2 separate regions of the Mus musculus genome follow, and region 2 is linked to region 1. Evidence: chromatin contacts called from public HiChIP or PLAC-seq data. All regions are on one chromosome and are shown on one strand. The core of a region is the stretch at or near the end of the contact, and the rest is flanking DNA. Distances in the headings are between cores, read along the strand shown.

Evidence for each region. HiChIP or PLAC-seq counts read pairs in DNA pulled down with a chosen protein or histone mark.
Region 2: a BATF HiChIP or PLAC-seq map of CD8 T cells shows a contact between it and region 1, with 5 read pairs. The contact joins two enhancer-like sites. A contact is called at or near these places in 5 of 484 Hi-C or Micro-C datasets (the C2C12 cell line, CD4 T cells, LSK cells and 2 more), 3 of 115 datasets of contacts at active chromatin or transcription factors (CD8 T cells, effector CD8 T cells and memory CD8 T cells) and 3 of 9 other capture datasets (adipose tissue, liver and pancreatic islet).

The regions. Positions count from the first base shown.
Region 1 is chr5:23,609,771-23,614,568 of GRCm38.p6, forward strand. The region is part of intron 2 of Srpk2 (serine/arginine-rich protein specific kinase 2); the gene reads right to left. Among named protein-coding and RNA genes, the nearest start is that of Srpk2, 64 kb to the right of the region's middle. Within about 2 kb of position 1,976, at least 18 of the 459 cell types and tissues checked have an H3K27ac peak or open chromatin away from gene starts, as enhancers often do. A contact at or near this core is called in CD8 T cells, where this site is marked.
Region 2 is chr5:23,717,214-23,722,193 of GRCm38.p6, forward strand. No RefSeq gene overlaps it. Among named protein-coding and RNA genes, the nearest start is that of AI506816, 7.0 kb to the left of the region's middle. Within about 2 kb of position 1,913, at least 72 of the 459 cell types and tissues checked have an H3K27ac peak or open chromatin away from gene starts, as enhancers often do. A contact at or near this core is called in CD8 T cells, where this site is marked.

The DNA of each region.
Region 1 (4,798 bases), core at 726-3,225:
ATTTTAAAAGCAAGCACAACTTTAAAAGTAAACAGTTTAAAAAGTCTAACTACGTCACAAGACTGACTCATCCCCCAGGCCTCAAAAGTAGGCTCTTTCTTACATGATTTACAAAGTGAGCTTCTAAGAGGATTCACCTGAGTAATGATTTTGCTATGGAAAACAAATCTGAAAGGTAATGTTAGCATGCACACCCTTGAGGACCTCGTAACGATGATACTCAGTGGGAAATGGTACCTCAGAGGATGGGTCCTGTGACTCTGGCTACATTCTCATGTTCACCCCCTTTATAACACCTGTCCTCAACACTTCCCCCAGCTGCTTATAAACCTAGAATCAATAAAAATGTACAGAGGTTCATTTACCAAATGCATTCATACAACTGCTCATATCAACACTATTCATAATCCCACAGCCACAAACAAGAAATAGCCCTTAACATCCATCAACAGGTGAAATGGATAGACGGAGACCCCCAAACCTTGGACTGCAGAGACCAGATACATGAAGCACGTGTGTAACATGGAAGAGGACACACATGGAACTGTGAGGAAGGGGAGTATCATGTCTCTTTTCTTAATTCACCTTGGTTCTGGGGACTGAGCCAGGGCCCCTGTCACGCCAAGCACAGGCCTTCCCACCAGGGCACAGCTTCCTTTTCCTCGCCGCTCTCTCTAATTCCCCCACATATTACTTCACTTACCACTGCACATTATTTCTGAGTGTCTCCACTGCATTATGCTCAAGAATCCCTGCAGGGAAGACCACAGCGCAGGACATTTTCTACCTCTCAGATCTTCAAGACACTGCAGCCCAAAAGCCCAGTGCTTAAGCAGTGCTCCACATCCTTAGGTCTCTCTGTTTTCAAACATAACTTTTAAAATGCTCCCAGCGTTATCTGTCCAAGCAAATGAAGCTCACTGCTTTCTATCTAAATGTCTGAGAGGAAGCTCTCTCACTCCTGCTTCTTAATTCACCTAAACCTCTCACACACAGCTCACAGCCAAAATACAAGCAAAAGGGGCAAGCCATACAATCTAGTAGTAGAGGCGTAATCAAAATCTCAAAGGATGCTGTACCATGTATGTGACCCCAGCACGTGAACATCAAACATTTCCCAGCCATCTGATTTGGCTTCCTGTAACCAAGCATGGAAAAATTTTTTTGAGGGTTTCTATTTATACAGATTCAAAACAGAAACAACTGAATAGACATATGCAAAAATGAAATCAAATCCTTACATCAATATTAAAACCCAAAATGTATCTCAAGCTCTGAGTCTGACGTCAGCCTGGTCTACAAAAGTAGGTTCTAGGACAGCCAGAGCTACACAGAGAAACCCTGCCTCAAAACAACAAAACAAAAACAAGAGGAGGAAATATATAACTTCTTAAAAAAAAAAAAAAAGGTAGCACAAAATCTAAGCAGCCCCAGGCTTGGTAAAGATTATTATATATCACACAAAATTATAAACTAAACTTTAAAAACATACACACAAAATTGTATTTCATATGGTTTGTGAAATCCCATTAATTTCCATTAAAATACTAATAAATACTAAATATAAATAAGCACTCAGCCACTTCTGACTCATTCTATCACTCAGGGGAAAAAACAAAAAACAAAAAAACCAGTCTATCCTGTAGAGAAACTAAGAAAGCAGTGTCAGGGTGAGGCTCGAGAGAGGAAAGTACACTCATCAATGCACGTGGCTAGGAGCCATGGCGGGGAAGGAAGGGAAGAGGACAGCAGCCCCTGTACTGATCAGACCTCGGGACACAGCCTAGAATAAACAAGGGGTAACCTGCTCTGCGCCTTGCCATCAAATTCCCCTCCTCGCTATTTGTCAAGGTTTCTTTGTGTGCTCTAAATAAGAAAGAAAAGTAAAGGACACACGTGCACAAACGTACACTGTCCACATGGCATGCCCTTGTACAGAGTAGAGACAACATGCCATCCTGTCACTTCTCAGCAAGGCTTCTTACTCAGCACTGGTACAACACAGGCCACAACATGATGGCCATGATACCAGTCATGATTTTCTCTCTTCCTTATTTCTCCATTCACAATAAAGGTAACTAGCAACTATAGATTCAGTGTTTATTTGCTGACTACTAGGATGCCAAAGACCTTCATTACGACATTTAAAATGTCACACCAAGTACAAAGAGCTTGTCCTTTTACATCCTGCCCAGAGCAAGCTTAAACCTCATAAAGCATTCGGTGACCGAGAGCTCATCCTGCTCCCCGGCCCCGCCCCTCGTGCTATTGGGGTACCTGGTTCAGTTCCCAGCACCAACAACCGAGCCACCATCAGGAGACATGATGTCTGGGTTGTTTAGTAATTGCTACCATTTTCCTAGCTGTGATTACTATTCCTCCTCTTCACCATGTGTTCCAACCCACAACCTCCGGAAGTGCTACAGCTGGAACAAAGCAAAAGAGGTGAGAGATGAGGAGGTGAGCTTTGCCAGTAACTATTCTGTTGACTTTATTACACTAAATGGGAGCAAACAAAAAACCATGTCTAACAGCATCATTACAATGCTAACAAATCAATGTGCTCACTCATTCAGCAAGTACTCGATTCTACAGAAGACATATTTGTAGTGGGATTTATTCCTGGACCCTCCAGGACTCTGGAGCAGCAGAAATCCCATCCTAACAGGCCACAGGACATGTCACCTGTTTTTAAATTATCATTCACTCAGTAACATTGTCTGTTGTTAATCTTTAAAGAGGTAAGCTGAAATTTTTTTTTCTCTCTTCAAGACACAACATCTAAAACCAAACTGTAGCTGAGCTGAGCTGAGCTGCACTAATTCCGACCTGTGAGTAGCCTTCCTAAACGGAGCACATGGACTGCGCATCTCTCCTACTGAGGTACGTTCTGAGTCTCCACTATTTCATCTAAGCTAAAAGCCTAACTTCCAAACTATTTTCAAGAGCTACTGACAGTAATATTAACAGACCCCAGCTATTGGGATCTCTTAGTAGACTCCATTATAATTTTACTTTGGACTAATTCTATGTTCAAGGAACAAGTCCTCAAAAGTCTACAAAATTAAAATAAGTTAATGTTTTATAATGCTTTTCTATTTTAGAAAAGTGTATGAACAAAAAGGCTCCAGTCAATATTACTAGCTTTCTCAGGATGGCTCTTTCCACATAGTGGGTTAAATGTGTAAGATGCAAGGGTTACTAAACCCACCCCAGCAGAGGCTCCACCCAGGCTTACGACACTGCATTCAGAAGTCCTGCCCTGCCAAGAGCACTCTCAGGAAACCCTCTACACTACAGGGACAGGGTACAGGAATGATGCCTTCTGGTGCCACATAGCTTATCCCTCTGTGGAAAAAGAAACCAGGCTGCTCTGCCGAACCTACTGACAGGCATCTGGAACCATGCCGCAACCTAAGACAATCTTAAAGGTCTTAGAGTACTATTCATAAAACCATAACTCAATTATTTTTCTCTTTTTAAACCAAGTCATTTTTTAAGAGATCAAATAGAAATAAAATAACTGGTCAGGCAGTGGTGGCGCGCGCCTTTAATCCCAGCATTTTGGAGGCAGAGGCAAGTGGATTTCTGAATTCGAGGCCAGCCTGATCTACAGAGTGAGTTCCAGAACAGCCAGGGCTACACAGAGAAACCCTGTCTAAGAAAGGAAAGGGAAAGGGAAAGGGGCAAGGGGCAAGGGGCAAGGGGCAAGGGGCAAGGGGCAAGGGGAAAGGGGCAAGGGGAAAGGGGCAAGGGGAAAGGGGAAAGGGAAAGGGGAAAAGGGAAAGGGGAAAGGGAAAGGGAAAGGGAAAGGGGAAAAGGGAAAGGGGAAAAGGGAAAGGGGAAAAGGGAAAGGGGAAAAAGAAAAGAAAAGAAAAGAAAAGAAAAGAAAAGAAAAGAAAAGAAAAGAAAAGAAAAGAAAAGAAAAGAAAAGAAGGAAAGGAAAGGAAAGGAAAGGAAAGGAAAGGAAAGGAAAGGAAAGGAAAGGAAAGGAAAGGAAAGGAAAGGAAAGGAAAGGAAAGGAAAGGAAAGGAAAGGAAAGGAAAGGAAAGGAAAGGAAAGGAAAGGAAAGGAAAGGAAAGGAAAGGAAAGGAAAGGAAAGGAAAGGAAAGGAAAGGAAAGGAAAGGAAAGGAAAGGAAAGGAAAGGAAAGGAAAGGAAAGGAAAGGAAAGAAAAGCTGATTAACAGTAATTGAATAATGTGACAAATGCTATCATGATATTATAAGGTATTGCACATCCAGGGCAAGACAGAGGTATTAGATAATAAACTGTTTATACTTGAGATTATTATTTTACAGATCTTTTAAAAATTAGCCACTTTCGCAGGGCATGGTGGTGCACGCCTTTAATCCCAGCACTCGGGAGGCAGAGGCAGGCAGATTTCTGAGTTCGAGGCCAGCCTGGTCTACAAAGTGAGTTCCAGGACAGCCAGGGCTAAACAGAGAAATCCTGTCTTGAAAACCAAAATAAATAAATAAATAAGCAAGCCATTTTCACAGGATTCACCCAAGACCATCTGAAAACACAGATATTTACATTATAATTCATAACAGCAAAATTACAGCTATAAAGTAGTAACAAAAATAATGTTATGGTTGGGGTCACCACAGCATGAGGAACTGTATTGAAAGGGCACAGCATTAGAATTGAGAACTACTCTTTTAAATAAATTTAAAAATCAAATGATACCGATTTTAGTGAAATGGAGAGGAAAGGGGCATTTTGTTTTAATATACTTTAATTAAGTAAACAGCTATTATGCTTACAAAGTTTTGAATTGATGCATAAATCATACT
Region 2 (4,980 bases), core at 663-3,162, 110 kb after region 1:
ATGCTGCCATGTTCCTGACTTGATGATAATGGACTAAACCTGTAAGCCATCCCCAATTAAATATTGTCCTTATAATGTTGCTTTGGTCATGGTGTCTGTTCATAGCAGTAAAACCCTAACTAAGACATATACTAAACTTAAAAGACCAGTAGAGCCGGGCGGTGGTGGTACACACCTTTAATCCCAGCACTTGGAAGGCAGAGGTAGGCAGATTTCTGAGTTCGAGGCCAGCCTGGTCTACAAAGTGAGTTCCAGGACAGCCAGAGCTATACAGAGAAACCCTGTCTCGAAAACAAACAAACAAACAAAAGACCAGTAGATAGATCATCAGATGAATGTGTATGCCTGTGTAAACTTTTGGCTAGTACAAAATGCACTCAGTACTGACAATAGCAACAAAAGAACATGTGCACATGGTATTTATTCCCCATTTGCTAAGTTCTCTTCTAAGCCCTTTCTACAAATTAACTGAATTTGTCTTCAGTACAACTTATACAGTAAACAGGAGTTTTATCTTCATTGTACAAAGAGGGAAGCTTAGGCACTGGCAGGCTAAATAGCTGCCTGTATGCATATTTGATACCCAACAGTAGAGACTTGAATGCGGAGAATTCATTTTGTGTCAGTGCATTTAGCTGATATAGATAAGCATAGGCATGGAGGAGGGTATGAGTGTGGAAGTGGAGACAGGAAAAAGATAGATAGGGCTATAACTGTCCACTTTCCAAGGTTAAGAGATCCCTAAACTGAAATAAAGAAGAAGACAAATTCTTACTCAAGGAAGCCAGTTGAAAAATAGATCAAAAACAGACAGGTAGATGACAGAAAGTATATGGGGAAGAAGATTGTGGGGGCTGGGGGGTGGAGAGATGACTCAGCACATAAGAGCACTTGCTGTTCTTCTAGAGGACCCCGTTTTGAAACCCAAACCTCAGTTGGCAGCTCACAAGTGCCTGTAGCTCCAGTTCCAGAGCATCTAACAACCTCTTCTTGCCTCTGAGAGCACATGGTAAACAGACAGCTATATGCATAAAATGCAAATAAATAAATCTAAAAATGAGGAGATAGACAGATAGGTAGATACCAAGAAAACAGACAGGAAGAAGGGGTCTAAAGTGGATGAAGGCATGACACAAGGTGGACAGGGATGATAATTGGGCCTCCTGTCTCCTTGCCAAGTTCTCCACTCTGTTCAGGACGACTAAATGTTGAAATGTGGACTCATACCAAAATAAAGGCAATGCATGGTGTTATGGAGGATAAAAAAGAAAATGGATGGATGGGGAGAGAGAGGGAGGAAGAGAGAGAGAGAGAGAGAGAGAGAGAGAGAGAGAGAGAGAGAGGCACTGACACTGGATGAGTTGGTATACACTTGTAATCCCGTCACTTGGGAAGCTAAAGCAGGAGGATTATGAATTTGAGGCCATCCTATGCTACAGAATGAAATCTTGTCTCAAAAGTGAAGACAAGGAGGAAGCAGAGGAAGAAGAGGTATAAAGGAGGAAAGGAGATTTTTTTTTAAAGATAGTGTAGCCAGAGGAGGTAGCATTGTCAAGGTAGATTTGCTAGGTGTCTCCAAGCCAAGAGAAGCATGGTCATGAGTAACCAGGTCCCAGGGTTCAGCAGCAAACTCCAGAGATGACACCAATCTGGGAACAGTGATGTCTTAATGACGTCACTGTCCTGAAGGCAGCTCACACCACAACTCAGGCAGATGTGCACATGGAGGACACAGGTCAATTATTCCCACCCCCGCCGTGAGCCTCTCCACCCTGACACACCGCAGATTCCATCTGAGGAGACACCAAACAGAAACACCAAGCAGAGGAAGCAGAAACCCAAACACTGGACCTTTTGTTGGGGTCTGAGAGTCACTTCACAAACCACAGGAACACCATCTCAGTCAGACTGGGATGGTTTACTGAACACACACCCTAGTGTTGATCAGATCAGGGACATAACTCAAAGTGTCTGAACTACAACAACAAATATCTCTCATATAAAGGAAGAAAAACCACAAAAACCACAATGAGCTCATATACAGGTGCAGGAAGTATTGCCTGGTGGTCAAGCTCTGACTCATAAATACACATAAAAGAAAAAAACATACAAAAAGGATTCAGTCATGAAGAGAGAACAATTCTAAATTCTTTCCACCAGTTCTGATCCTCACATGTCTTGTGAGAAATTTCCTAAGAGGCTTAATGGAGCAGATTCTCCCCTCCTTTTTCATGCATGTGTGTATGCATGCTGGGACATACTGTGTGTGTGTGTGTGCGCACATGCATATGGCAGCCACGGGACAGCCCTCAGGTGTCATCCTTAGAAGCATCTGCAAGACAGAGTGACTCTGGCCTGGAGCACGTTGGAAACAGGTGTCTTTCTCCTCCTTCCACCCTTCCATGGGTTCTGGGATTGAACTCTTCAAATACTGACCCACTGAGCCACCTCACTGCGCACTTCTCTGCCCTTCTTTCCTCTCTGTCCCCAGCCCTGCTGCTTCCCGATTATTCTCAGGGATCAGAAAGTTGATAGTTGCAACAATATATCTTCACATTGAATCAATGGCAGATGTGATTCCCTTCTCCAGCCCACCTCTCCATCTTCTATGTACCTTAGAAGTAGGAAGAGAAAACTTGTGACAAGTCAGTCTCTGTGGAAGGAGTGTCAAGAAAGCTGCCTCTTAGTTCATGTTGGTTTTCACTTAAAACTAAAATGAGGAGCTGCAGTCTCGTCTAATCAGTAAAGTATTTTCCCAGCAAGCTTGAAGACTGGATTAGAAACCTAGTACCCACATTGAAAGGGGGAGGGACAGTTTTTTTACAGAGGCACTTGTCTCTCACACCAGTGCTGGGAGGTATGGGGGGGCGTGGTGGTCTTGGTACTCATAGGCATGCACTAGGGGAGCCTGGGATGGTAACAACACAGGCTTGGTTCTTCAAGAGAAAGAATGTAAAATCAAACCTGTTTTCCTCCCAGGAGCCTTGAGCAGACATACTTTCTAGCTTGGTAACCTCTGTACAATCTGGGTGGCTGAAGACTTTCTGATGCTGGATGCTCCTCCAGAGCCATTCTTGTAAATTTGTTTTTCCTCAGGCAAGCAACAAAACCTCCTGTTACGGAAGGTGTCACACGTACTTTACAAAGAGTTTTGATGTAGTTTCTTTGTTCCACAAAGAGATGTAGGTATGGTCCTGCAGTGGTGGCCTGTGGGAACTATAAGGGGCCGGGGAAGGAGGAGGGAGGGAGGATAGCCTACGTCTGGCCAGAGTTCCTCTTATGCTCTGGGTAGGTGGATGTGGGAGGACTGTCAGACGCTTTTCACTCGGCCTCTGGTGGGCATCTAAGCCACTGACCCCACTCGATGGTGGGTGGACAAGGGGCAGGCACCCCCCAAACCAAGGAGCCCTGGGGCAAAACCCTGTAGCCTCGGGGTTATGGGAGAGAGGGCTTAGGGATAGAGGTTCCCACACAGGCGAGAGTCTGCACAGCGGGCCTTGATGAACAGAGACAGTTCATGGTTTTAGAGCTTTATTATAGAAAGGCAGGGGGAAACAGAAAAGGTAAAAGAGAAGGAGAGACCGGCCATGGCCAAGAGGAGGGAAGGGGGAAAGAGAGAGAAAGAAGAAAGGCTAGAGAGTAAGAGGGAGAGAGCAAGAAAGTGAGAGGGCCAAACAGCCCCTTTTAAAGTATGCTGCTATTTTTTCTGTTGCTAGGTAACTGGGGAGGAGTCTAGCCTGAAGGTCAGAAGCTTGGGACGTTGCCTACTTGACTACTAACCAGGCTTCTCTTGTGGAGGGCTGAGGGGGGGGGGCGGTAACTTCGACAGGAGCCAGGGTTCCAGGAGACATGAGAGAACTCCTTCCATCCCATGTAGGTGAATTATCACCACTGGGTCCTGGGGTTCAACATCTCAGCTCGACTGTCATTGTGTGCCCCACAGTGGCCCACACCTTTACTCCCAGCACTCAGGAGGCAGAGGCAGGCAGAGCTCTGAGTTTGAGTTCCAGGGCAGCCAGGGCAACACAGAGAAAAGCCAGAGAGGGGTGGGGGGTGGGGAGAGGGAGAGGAGGGGAGGGAGAGGGGAGACAGACAGACTGACCTAGGTAGGCTTCCTGTGCATAAGGGATTGAGGTAACCATCACAAGGATAGTTTTTGCCCAATTGTGCTGTACCTAAAATAGCCGGGCGGTGGTGGTGCACGCCTTTAATCCCAGCACTTGGGAGGCAGAGGCAGGCAGATTTCTGAGTTCGAGGCCAGCCTGGTCTACAGAGTGAGTTCCAGGACAGCCAGGACTACACAGAGAAACTCTGTCTCAAAAATAAATAAATAAATAAATAAATAAATAAATAAATAAATAAATAAATAAATAAATACTATACAAACCATTACAGTATATAACACACACTTTCTAATTATTGGTTGTGGGAATATTTAAGTGAATATTCATAAGAAAAAGAAAAATCCTCTGTGTGCATGTTTTTTGGGGGGAGGAGTAGAGGTGGGATAGACAGGGCCTCACTCTGTAGCCTTGAGCTCTGTGGCCTTTCAGGCTGTGGAATGACCTACTATGAGAACATCTCTCCTTCTACCTCTTAGGGATTTCTTCCTTTTATAATTCCCAAAACTAACCTATAGACACAGGAGCCAGGAAACTTCCTGGAATGCTAGGAATTGACGTTTTGAGAGATAACAAAGCCTTATGGGAAAAGTATGATGGCCTGCATTGAAAGTCACAGTCTTATTATAAATTGACTCCCTTGCCCAGGGAGATCCAAGAAGTTGAGTATTATTACTGGTCACGGGAATCTCCAATCTGGTCCACACTGCTGAATGTCTCAGTGATGGGTCATGAACATAGGCCCAGTGGACTTCACTGTGTGCGGAAACCAGCAGCAGCAGCAGCAGCAGCAGCAGCAGTAGCAGGAGTGTGAGATTGTTCCATTTGTCACACCAGCCTTTCTGGCAACCACCACACC